2 separate regions of the Gossypium hirsutum genome follow, and region 1 is linked to region 2. The links are chromatin contacts, called in public Hi-C maps. All regions are on one chromosome and are shown on one strand. The core of a region is the stretch at or near the end of the contact, and the rest is flanking DNA. Distances in the headings are between cores, read along the strand shown.

Region 1 (5,608 bases), core at 557-3,056, 260 kb after region 2:
ATGAAGACCAAAAAATGTAACCTATAAATATAATTTTTAAGATTCAATATTAAAATAGTTATTTATATTATAAAATTAGAAGAAATATAGAAAGGATATAAAACTAAAAGAAATATAGAATGGACAAAAGATGAAAGGATTATTTAACTTCCACATTGGCCTCTTATAAGCTTGTACATGCCCTCTATTTATAAGACTTCAAAAACCATAAGTTACAAAACATTAAAGACCAACATTAATGTATCTTATAAATTATTTAAGGGTTACAAACTAATGAATTTAGGGGTTATGGATATTCATTTTTTAGGAGTTACAATAGGATGAAATTGGGGGTTATGGACATCTATTTTATCAAATGATTTACAACAATTTATGTTTCTAGATCGTTACTTGAATTTAATTTTCATCACACATGTTAGTTGTTTTTATCAAATTGATGTGGCATATTGTCGCTTGTTTAAATCTGATTGATCCACATCATCTAATTTTATAGGAGTTACAAAAATAGATTAAAATATGTGATGAGAATCAAATTTTGGTACATATCAGGACAAAAAATATAGATATCAATCTGAACATTAAAAATCAAACTCAAGTATTAGAAGGCATATTTATGCTATTCAAAACAAAAATTTGTTATTTGTTAATATACTATGAGTAAGTTATGGATTTAATTTAATACTCTAATTTGGTCAATTATAGTTTAGTTTGTACTTTTTGAACTATGAAATTTCAATATTGGTCCAAATGGTAAGTATTAAATTTGTTAGGTCAAATTCTACTTTAGTGACGTATTATGTGTAAGTTATGAATTTAGTCTCTATTCTCTAATTTGATCATTTTTAGTTTGCTATACTTTTCAAATTTTGAAATATAAGTTGACGCAAATTGTAGACATTAAATCAATTAAAGTATAATAATATGGTTATTTTTAGTGTCATATAATAATAGCAAGCTAACTTGACATTTGCACATGTAATATATTATATTGGTCATATAAGATTTTGGAAATAAGAGAATTTAACTTAACGAATTTAATGTTACCATTTGGTTAAAGACTAAAATTTCAAAATCTGAAAAGTATAAGAACTAAAAGTAACAAATTAGAATATATAAACTAAATTTGCAACTTATTCATAGTACAGGGAGTAATAGCAATATTTGACAAAAAATATCAACAGTAAATCGCACAAGAAACATAAAGTCATATTAAAAAAAGTTTAAACTCTACTATTAGTATTTGCGATTAGTAAAAGTTGTGGATTTAACCCCTATACTTTTATTTGGTCATTTTTTGTCTTTTTACTTTCAAAATTTTTAAATTTCAATTATCACCAAATAATAATTGCTAAATTCATTAAGTAAAGTTCCACTACTACAAAATCTAATGTGTTAATATTATTATATGTTATTATTTCCACGTATTACTCACTAAAAATCTAATTAATGGATTACTCATTTGAATTAAGATTGTAATTTCAAGTTTTGAAAAGTATAGGGATTTAAAATGATCAAATTAGAGAAAATGGATTAAATCTATAATTGTACATAGTATAGGACTAGTAATTAAATTTAATCAAATAAATTTAACTGCTATTGTTTGGGCCAGGACTAAAATTTTAAATTTTGGAAAGTAAAAGGACTAAAATTTATCAATTTGAAATTTATGGGGACTAAAATTGATCAAATAAAGGTATAGGGACTAAGTCCACAACTTTTGAAAAATACAGGGACTTCTAGAAGAATTTAACCTAGAAAACGGAGAAAGAAACATATAAAAAAGTCATAAATGTAAACAGTAAAACACTAAAACAGAGAGAAAACCCTAAAAGTCCCTCCACGTGCGTTGCGTGTGCTCTACGCTCACCTCATCTCCGTCCCGATCGAAGCACACGCCTCCTCCCTCTTTTTCTCCTCCTTTTTCCATAAGCTAAATAAACGCAGCCCGATCTTCAAATCCCTACACCTAATAAATCCATCGGTTTTCGTTTTGTAAATCCGACGGAGAGATGGCGGATCGCTTGACGCGTATCGCGATTGTCAGCTCCGACCGCTGCAAGCCCAAGAAGTGCCGTCAGGAATGCAAGAAGAGCTGTCCTGTTGTTAAAACTGGTAACATAAACTTTATTCTTCCCGTTACTGATTATCTTTTTCATTTTTTTTAGTATGGAATTGTTTTCCTGTTTTTGGAGATTTAGAATTAGGGGTTAATCTAATTTCATCTTAATCGAATTACCTTAAATGTATTGTTTCATTATTTCTTCCCGAACGATGTTGATTATTGGAGAATCGGTGAAAGTATCAAGGAAACTTACTGTGCTTGTGTTGCAAGCCGGATTAATATCAGCCGGTAACCTGAAAGAAATAGGGACGAATATAGAAGAACAGTGAAGAAGTATAAGATAACAGATTGTTAGGAGGAAACTATATTTCTTGGATACGGAGTTCTTGTCACAATAATGTTTCTGACAGCATGTATATAGGATTATTCTGAGCACTGCCAGTGGAGTTTTATTTAACTCCACAAATGGCCTTATAGTTGTAAACTAATTAATCATCATTCTAGACTTGCATTTTGGATATTGTTAATGCTTGTAACTTATTTGTCCTGTCGGACACATGATATTCAAGTCAGCTGTTAGCCTGCTACTTGGGTCTAGTTTATCTATTCTCTCCTGCTTCAGATAGTCTATCTCACTTTGTTTCTCCTTCTGCAGGGAAACTTTGCATTGAGGTTACCCCTGCCTCAAAGATTGCTTTCATCTCTGAGGAGTTGTGCATTGGTTGTGGCATCTGTGTCAAGGTATGTAACTTCACTTTGATATCGAATTCGTGTTGGTTTCTATGTTCGCAGATGACAAATAGTATGTGTCTAAAGCTGAACCACTTATCTTCTGATGCAGAAATGCCCATTTGAAGCAATTCAAATCATCAACTTACCAAGGGATTTGGATAAAGATACAACCCATAGATATGGCCCCAATACTTTTAAACTACACAGGTTTGTTCGTTCATATTGTTCTTGAAAAATTTTGTAATTTTTGCATGCTTTCTTTTTTTCTTTCTCCCACCACCTCCATTTTGAGATGGTTTTGAATTGCAATTTCAGGTTACCAGTTCCAAGGCCTGGGCAAGTTCTTGGTCTGGTTGGAACCAATGGCATTGGAAAATCAACTGCTCTTAAAGTTTTGGCTGGGAAGCTAAAGCCAAACTTGGGTCGTTTCAATGTATTTATTTGAAGTTTTGTTTCTGTAATTGCTTCTTTAGCTGTGTGCTTTCTTTACCTATTTGGATAACCTATTTGCAGAATCCTCCAGATTGGCAGGAAATCTTGACCTACTTTCGAGGATCTGAGTTGCAGAACTATTTTACCCGCATCTTGGAGGATAATCTCAAGGTGCTTCTTTGCATAATATTTGATCCTGCATCTTCTACTTTCTTGTTTCTTTATATTTGTTATTAAGTTCTAATACAGAAAATGATGAGAGTTCCAGATAATCTAGTTGCATACTATGTCAAGGCCTTCTCTAATGATCTTGCTAGTTTGTTCCAAGATTTTTCCGACTCTTAGGTTGTGAGATTCAATGAGTGGGATTGCTTCAGCGTCAAGTTCTGACTTTCATAGATTTTAATATTTTTCCATTAAACAGATTCTGTGATACACTATATGTAAATTTACAGAAATAGTTTAACCACATCCTTTTTGTTTCTTCCACTTTCATTATATTTCCAGCATAGGTATTGATTTTCTATGAAGTCTAAATCTTGGACCCTTGAGAAGCCTTGGTGGAGAACTTATGTGAAACTAAACCAGTTTCGTTTTGCTGTTAAGATAGTATAGTTTACTGATCATGTGGAATCCTACTCTTTACCTGTTATGTAAAGCTACATAACTATGGAGCGCAGAAGAAAATGCAATGATTGATAATAATTGTCAATATTGTCAACGTTTATATATTTTGTATCATTGCTTCCCTAATCATGGCAACTTAATAAGTGTCCTGCAATTCCCTGTTTTGCCTTGATATTTGCTAAATATTTTTATATTAATCAGGCCATCATCAAGCCACAGTATGTTGATCATATTCCAAAGGCAGTCCAAGGCAATGTGGGACAGGTGCTTGACCAAAAAGATGAGAGAGAGATGAAGGCCGAACTCTGTGCTGATCTTGAACTAAACCAGGTCATAGATCGTAATGTTGGGGATTTATCAGGTGGGGAGCTCCAGAGATTTGCTATTGCTGTTGTCGCCATACAGAATGCTGAGATTTATATGTTTGATGAGCCTTCAAGTTACCTTGATGTTAAACAGAGACTGAAAGCAGCACAGGTCATTCGATCTCTGCTCAGGCCTAATAGGTAAATCTCCTTTGTCCTTAGTCCTGCATGCTTCTTATAGTTTGAATGGTTCTAATTAGGGTAACCGTGCTTTTATATTTTGTATTTCAGCTATGTTATTGTGGTTGAGCATGATCTTAGTGTCCTGGATTACTTGTCGGATTTCATTTGCTGCTTGTATGGAAAACCGGGTGCATATGGAGTCGTAACCCTTCCCTTCTCTGTAAGAGAGGGAATCAATATCTTCTTGGCTGGATTTGTACCTACTGAAAATCTAAGGTTTCGAGATGAATCGTTAACCTTCAAGGTAAACCTGTTTCTATTGTTATTTGTGCACACATCATTCATCTTTAAATTCTTTTCTTGACCTATCTGTTTCCCCTTTGTTTTAGGTAGCTGAGACCCCACAGGAAAGTGCTGAAGAAATTGAAACCTATGCACGATACAAATACCCAACCATGACTAAAACTCAGGGCAATTTTAAACTTAAAGTTATGGAGGGTGAATTTACTGATTCTCAGATTATTGTAATGCTGGGTGAGAATGGTACTGGGAAGACCACATTTATTCGTATGCTGGTATTTTGCTCTTTCATCATTTGTGCATTTGTTATATTACCTGTTTTAATTCATCGTTGATCTCATCTCTTGCATAAGTTGATCAATATTATTGGATAACCTGCAGGCTGGTTTGTTGAAACCTGATAACGTAGAAGGTTCAGATGTGGAGATACCTGAGTTTAATGTTTCATACAAACCTCAAAAGATCAGTCCCAAATTTCAATCTACTGTCCGGCACTTGCTGCATCAAAAGATACGTGATTCATACATGCACCCCCAGTTTGTTTCAGATGTGATGAAGCCTCTTCTCATTGAGCAATTAATGGATCAGGAAGTGGTTAATCTCTCTGGAGGAGAGCTGCAAAGAGTTGCATTATGCTTATGTCTTGGAAAGGTAAATGTTCCTGAATTACCCAAAAGATAATGATATATTTCAAAGATAAATTTTCCAAGTCTTGACCCTAAATTGTTGGGGGTGCTGGTTAGTGCGCTTACTTCATTCTAACCTAAGTGTTATGGAATAACACCTTTTAACACTAAGCATTACCTTTCATGCACATACATCTTCTTGCGGGTTTACATGTGTATGTGTGGTGTGCCTGCAGCTGCACGCTAGTATTTACTTGTTTGGATTTGTGTTCCACTATATCCGTTTTAGGCTACTTGGGTGTGCTGAAGAGCTGATATAGACTTTTCAACTCTGTGGTGTT
Region 2 (5,243 bases), core at 457-2,956:
GGGCTGTGATGAATGTTTCTAAAAAGTGGTAAAACTTTCCATCCTTTTGGTATAAGATACCCTGTTTAATATTTTTCACAACAAAAAGACAAGTTAGGCTATTTGAACCAAAAAGGCAAAGGTAGTAGCATTATACTCTTAACAGTTATATAGATTGAATTATCTGTATTGAAATGTGGACCGATCAAGATTTCAAATCAAATGAAATCTTTTATCACTAAAGAGTGACTTAGTATGTGTATATATATTGACAGAGGTTGTGGTGCAACTGACCTTCATATTCAACATCAGCCACTGCTTCTCTGAAGGTAAAAGATAAAATCGAAGCAACCCTAAGTGTCTCCTGAATCACTCTTGAAGTTATGGGCATCTTCTTGGTATCTGCCCAGCTCAGAGTTTGCTCCTCACCGCATTTCTCTTTACCTTTCATTATGGCCTCTTGTTCATCCTGTAAAACACCACAAGAAACAACCAAGTCAGTGTGTCTATGGTGGAGTTTTCTTGGACTAGTCCCATAGGAGGAGCAATAAACTTACCGTGACAGCTTGAAGAACGCTGGGGTTTTCTCCAAGGTACTTAATTATCCAAGTGAGTACACTAGCGGTGGTGTCACGAGCAGCAAAGATTACACCAATGATGTTATCAGCGATTTGTTCATCGGTGAGGCCTTCTTTATCACCCATGAAAGAACCCAACAAGTCATTGTACTCCTGCTTCGTTTCTCTCCTGGTCGATATGATTTTGGCCAGGATCTGAGCTAGCTCTTTCCTTGCTTTCATCGATTTGTTGAAAAGTGTACCCGGAATGTTAATGGGCATCGAGTTATAACCTTTTTCTAATATGTAATAACACCTCTTCAGATCTTCTCTGTACTTCACTTCATCCTCTCCGAATATCGATAGCAGCGCAACATTGAATGTGTACTGCAAATATAAAAAATATATTTGATATCAACATATCATCAAACACAGGGTAAACAAAAACAGAGGAAACAACCCTGTTTTTTTTTCCCTCTCTGTTTTTTAGGCTTACCGTTTTCATTTCTTGGAAAGTGGTAATCAGCCTGCCTTCCAATGACTGGAGAGAATCTTTGGCAATGGATTCGATGTTGGAAACGAAGCTTTTGATGGCTTCAGGCACGAAGGCACGGAGCACAAGCTTCCTCAATTTGGCATGGTACTGTCCTTGGCTAAAGAAAATGGCTTGTTTGCCCAACATCCTCTCTTTACTGGCCGGAAACGTTGGCTTGAAGAGGTGAGACTTGGTGACAAGCACAAATTTCGCAGCTTCCGGGCTGGAAATCATCACACAGGGACACCCGAGTATATGGGTCTTGAATATGGAGCCGTACCTATATAAAAACAAACAAACACAAGCCACAGCCCATTGTAAGCATGCATTACATTACACTGCAAAGAACATGCCACAAAGAAAAATAACACACCTTTTCTGCTTGGAAGCAAAGAAGACATTTGGGTTTTGGGAGTAGAGCTGAAAGGTTTCACCGATGTACGGCCAACCCAAGGTGCCTGGCGGGAGGGGTAAATCCCGGGATTTTTTGGATTTGAACAAATTAAGCAGAGAATTGAAGAGAAAAATAAAGAAAATGGAAGCAAATAAGGGAATCATGAAATAGAATGCCATGTTTAATAAATTATAAATAGGGTGGAAATCTTGGTAGCTGAATGGTGAAGAAGTTGTGTGATGGAAACAAGTGAGCAGCAGGTATATATATAGGGGGGGGGGACTGGGGATTGGGTCGGGCTCGGTCGGGTCGGGTTAGAAATATGAAAAGGATATAGGAAGGGAAAAGGAAGGGGGTTTGAAATACAACTTGAATCCCCCACACGCGGAATCTCCCTCCAGCTCATTGCATGTTTTCTAGTTCTACTCATCTGTACTCTTTATCCGTGCTAATATATTTTCTGTGACTCAGTTCATTGTTACATATTCTATTTTTATTATTTTATTAATATTAAAATTTCATCTCACTATTTTTTTTATTTAATTACCGATGTTAACGTTATCAGTAAAGGTCAAAGCTTTAAACCTTGTGCTTTTAGTTATATTTGTGGGTTTTAATTCGATTTGATCGGTTTATTTTAATCTTAATTATTTTGATTATTAATTTATTTTATGTTTTATCTTAGTTTAATTCTATTTTATAATTATTTGAATATATATCTATTTTTATGTGTGAGTTTTAATCTCGTGGAATAATTTTAGTCTAGATTATTTTGATTCTTAGATTATTTATATTTGATTTTGATTTGATTATAATTTGTCCTTACTTAAACTCATATTTGTGATTGTATTATAATCACAATGTTGTATAATTTTTATCTATTTCTTTTTTTTCATATATTTTTATTAATGACTGTGAATGTTTTTGTATTATTTTACAATAAAAACATAATTATTAACTATAATTTAATATATAGATTGAGTCTTAACTCGACTGACATTAAAATTATTATCAATGTAAGAAAATATGAATTCCCTGAAGTGAATTGTACTCTTATTTAAAAATTAACTAGTAACTGTAGATAATTTAAAATGATTAAATGTAAAAAAACTATAAATTAGTCATAAAATAAAAATAGCAAGCACGTGGCAGGACTGAAAGAAAAGAAAGCAGAAAGAGCGCGTGAGTGTTTGACCAGAATCAAGAAAAGGTTGGGTTTTAAGACATGAAAGAAAACGTCCCTTAAGCAAGACAAAAGGAGAGTTTGAAGTTAGAAGTATGAGTCACTTTAACGAGCTCAATCCGTACTCACTTTTTCTTTGAACATCCAAATATTGAAGGGTAGAAACCCCATAGTCTTTTACCATACCTCACTCTAAAAGTCTGCAATTTTTATACGCTTCACCAAAATCTGTGCCATATGTTTTAAATCTTAAACTAAAATAATTTGTCATTCAAAACCCCCATCTTTGAATTGGAGACAGTTCAAAGCATGCCTTTTTATTTTCAAAGCAAAACCCCACTTTGAACAAGCTGCAATAAAAGCTTATACAATATATTTATCAATATATATAATAAGCAGCCAAAAGAGTGAGAGTGTTTAATAAATGTTGGGTTGGATTTGGGTGGTGTTTTGGTGAGTCAAAACCTTTGTCAAGCCCCAACCAAAAATAAAGACTTACATATACAAGAAACGAAGTCACCGTGTACTGCTTCAATAAAAATGTGGTTTCTCATTTATACTCAAAATCACCATAATTGAATAATATTTTTGGTCTGTTATAGGTTTTATAGGTTTAGGAATTAGTCCAAAACCTCAATTTTTTTCCATCTTGGGTGGGGGGCTCTCAATCATCAATTTATCATCTCTTATGCTCATCAACATTCTATTCTTAACTATTTTTAATATTTCATCTACATCATTAATTAGTGTAGCCATGATAAGATTTTTTAATTATATGTGAATTTTAATGTTTAAATGCATTTAGCACTTTGATTTTATTTAAGTTATACTAATTTGAAAAAAAAACAAATAAATCTATTTATTCTACATTAATTAGTAACTATAATTATACTAAAATAACATTATATATTAAAAAAAAATCATGCTTTTTTTCCTTTTCGAGTACATTTTCATCCAAAATAACTAGTAATGTACCAATGACTATGAACTTAGTAGCTTACCCTTTTTTTTTTTTAACTAAGCTACCGATACTGATATATTTTCTTTTATATGGTAACAAAAGGAATAAAATGAAGCGAAACTTGAAAGAAAAACAACAGGGATAGTAAAATGATTATATTACAATACCAATGTAGTATTTTCTTTAGTAATGTGATGCACTTACAGTTAAAGACATATTCATATTATACATGTACATGCTATGTTTAAATAGAATTGTCTAAATAATGGTTTACCACTTACTTTTCCAAAATTTAAATTCGAATGGATTCTATAGATGAACAATCTTTGATCATCAAACCAATCACAAGAATTCAATACCGATATAATTAAAGTAAAAGTCACGAGTAATTGAGCATTTATAGTAGTTAAATAGTAGCTATTGGTGGCAAAAAAAACAACAGCAATACTAGTATTAAAATATGGTGTGATATGTTCCACCGGGTTAATATTTGATATTATTATTGTGTGTACTAGATGTTGATATATTATAAAAAAGTTGAAATTAAATTTACCTAACTTTATTGTTGATGAGGCAATAAATTGATTCATCCATAAGCTATACAATTATATATTGTTAGTGCATCAAATATAAATTATATATAGAGTGATATTGATTATTTCTTCAATAATACCATTCAGAGTTAAAAAGTAAAAAATTAAGCATTTTGTATTAGAGAGATGGAGATAAAATTATAAAATTTGAGAGGTAAAAATTTAAAATTTTATATAAAAAAACCCTAATTTGAATTATTAGTTTTTAAAAAGAGGTTAAAATTTAATCAAACCAAAATCCCTACTTGCCTTTTGATCCGCATATATATTTGCAAATATTTTTGTTTCCATTTGTTTACGGTCTTTGGGTGTTTAGGATGGCAATGGAGAGGTAATTAACATTTTTTACTACATTTGGGTATTTAATTAATTTGATACTTCAGTATCTGAATGCTAAATAATTGGTTAAAATATGAGCAATTTGAGATTTTGTTTTTGTTTAAAAGAGTTAAAAATTTAAGTGTTGTTATTTTTATTTTATTTTAAAAAATCTTAATTCAATCATTAATGTTGTTAGTATTTTTTTTATCAAAATTTATAAAATTGACATGTCTATTTTCTTTCAACCATATGGCACAAGTTAGTAAATTATGATTGAAAATACTAATTTCAATGATGAAACTAGATTTTTAATTTTTTTTTAAAAAAGATAAATTTTAAATATAAAAAATAAATTACAAATTATGTCAAACTACATGGACTAATCGACCTAAATAAATACATATGTCCAGACTAAAAAGAGAATAGATTTGTAAAATAAAAATGGAGGATATATTAATTATGTAAAAGGAAAAAAAATAAAATGATGAGATTTGTGAGATGAAAATGGGAACTCTTAGCCAGGAGATCAATTATGATCAGAATGTTTCAATCTTTTTCAAAATTTGGATTAGCTGAATAGTCCAATAATGATGCATGACATCTTAATGCATGTGTTGTGGCAATACATGTGGCTAAACCTAAAAAGAGTTGAGTTGTCAAAGTCAATTACCAAATACAAAACCATTTGTTTTTTGTTTTTTATTTTATGCTTAATTATGT

The links. Hi-C and Micro-C count contacts between places; a contact is called where the count stands out from the background.
Region 1: a Hi-C map of hypocotyl shows a contact between it and region 2, with 3 times the contacts expected there. The contact joins the promoter of LOC107929447 here to the promoter of LOC107929452 in region 2. A contact is called at or near these places in 2 of 34 Hi-C or Micro-C datasets (hypocotyl and leaf).

The regions. Positions count from the first base shown.
Region 1 is chrA08:110,263,236-110,268,843 of Gossypium_hirsutum_v2.1, forward strand. LOC107929447 (ABC transporter E family member 2) reads left to right here and starts at 1,807. Exons shown (of 12, transcript XM_016860873.2): 1 at 1,807-2,112; 2 at 2,718-2,803; 3 at 2,904-3,001; 4 at 3,110-3,227; 5 at 3,308-3,397; 6 at 4,055-4,359; 7 at 4,450-4,645; 8 at 4,731-4,916; 9 at 5,023-5,292. The coding sequence starts at 2,010.
Region 2 is chrA08:110,005,733-110,010,975 of Gossypium_hirsutum_v2.1, forward strand. LOC107929452 (abscisic acid 8'-hydroxylase CYP707A2) reads right to left here and starts at 1,707. Exons shown (of 7, transcript XM_016860880.2): 1 at 1,445-1,707; 2 at 1,033-1,351; 3 at 537-923; 4 at 274-448; 5 at 1-61. The coding sequence starts at 1,644.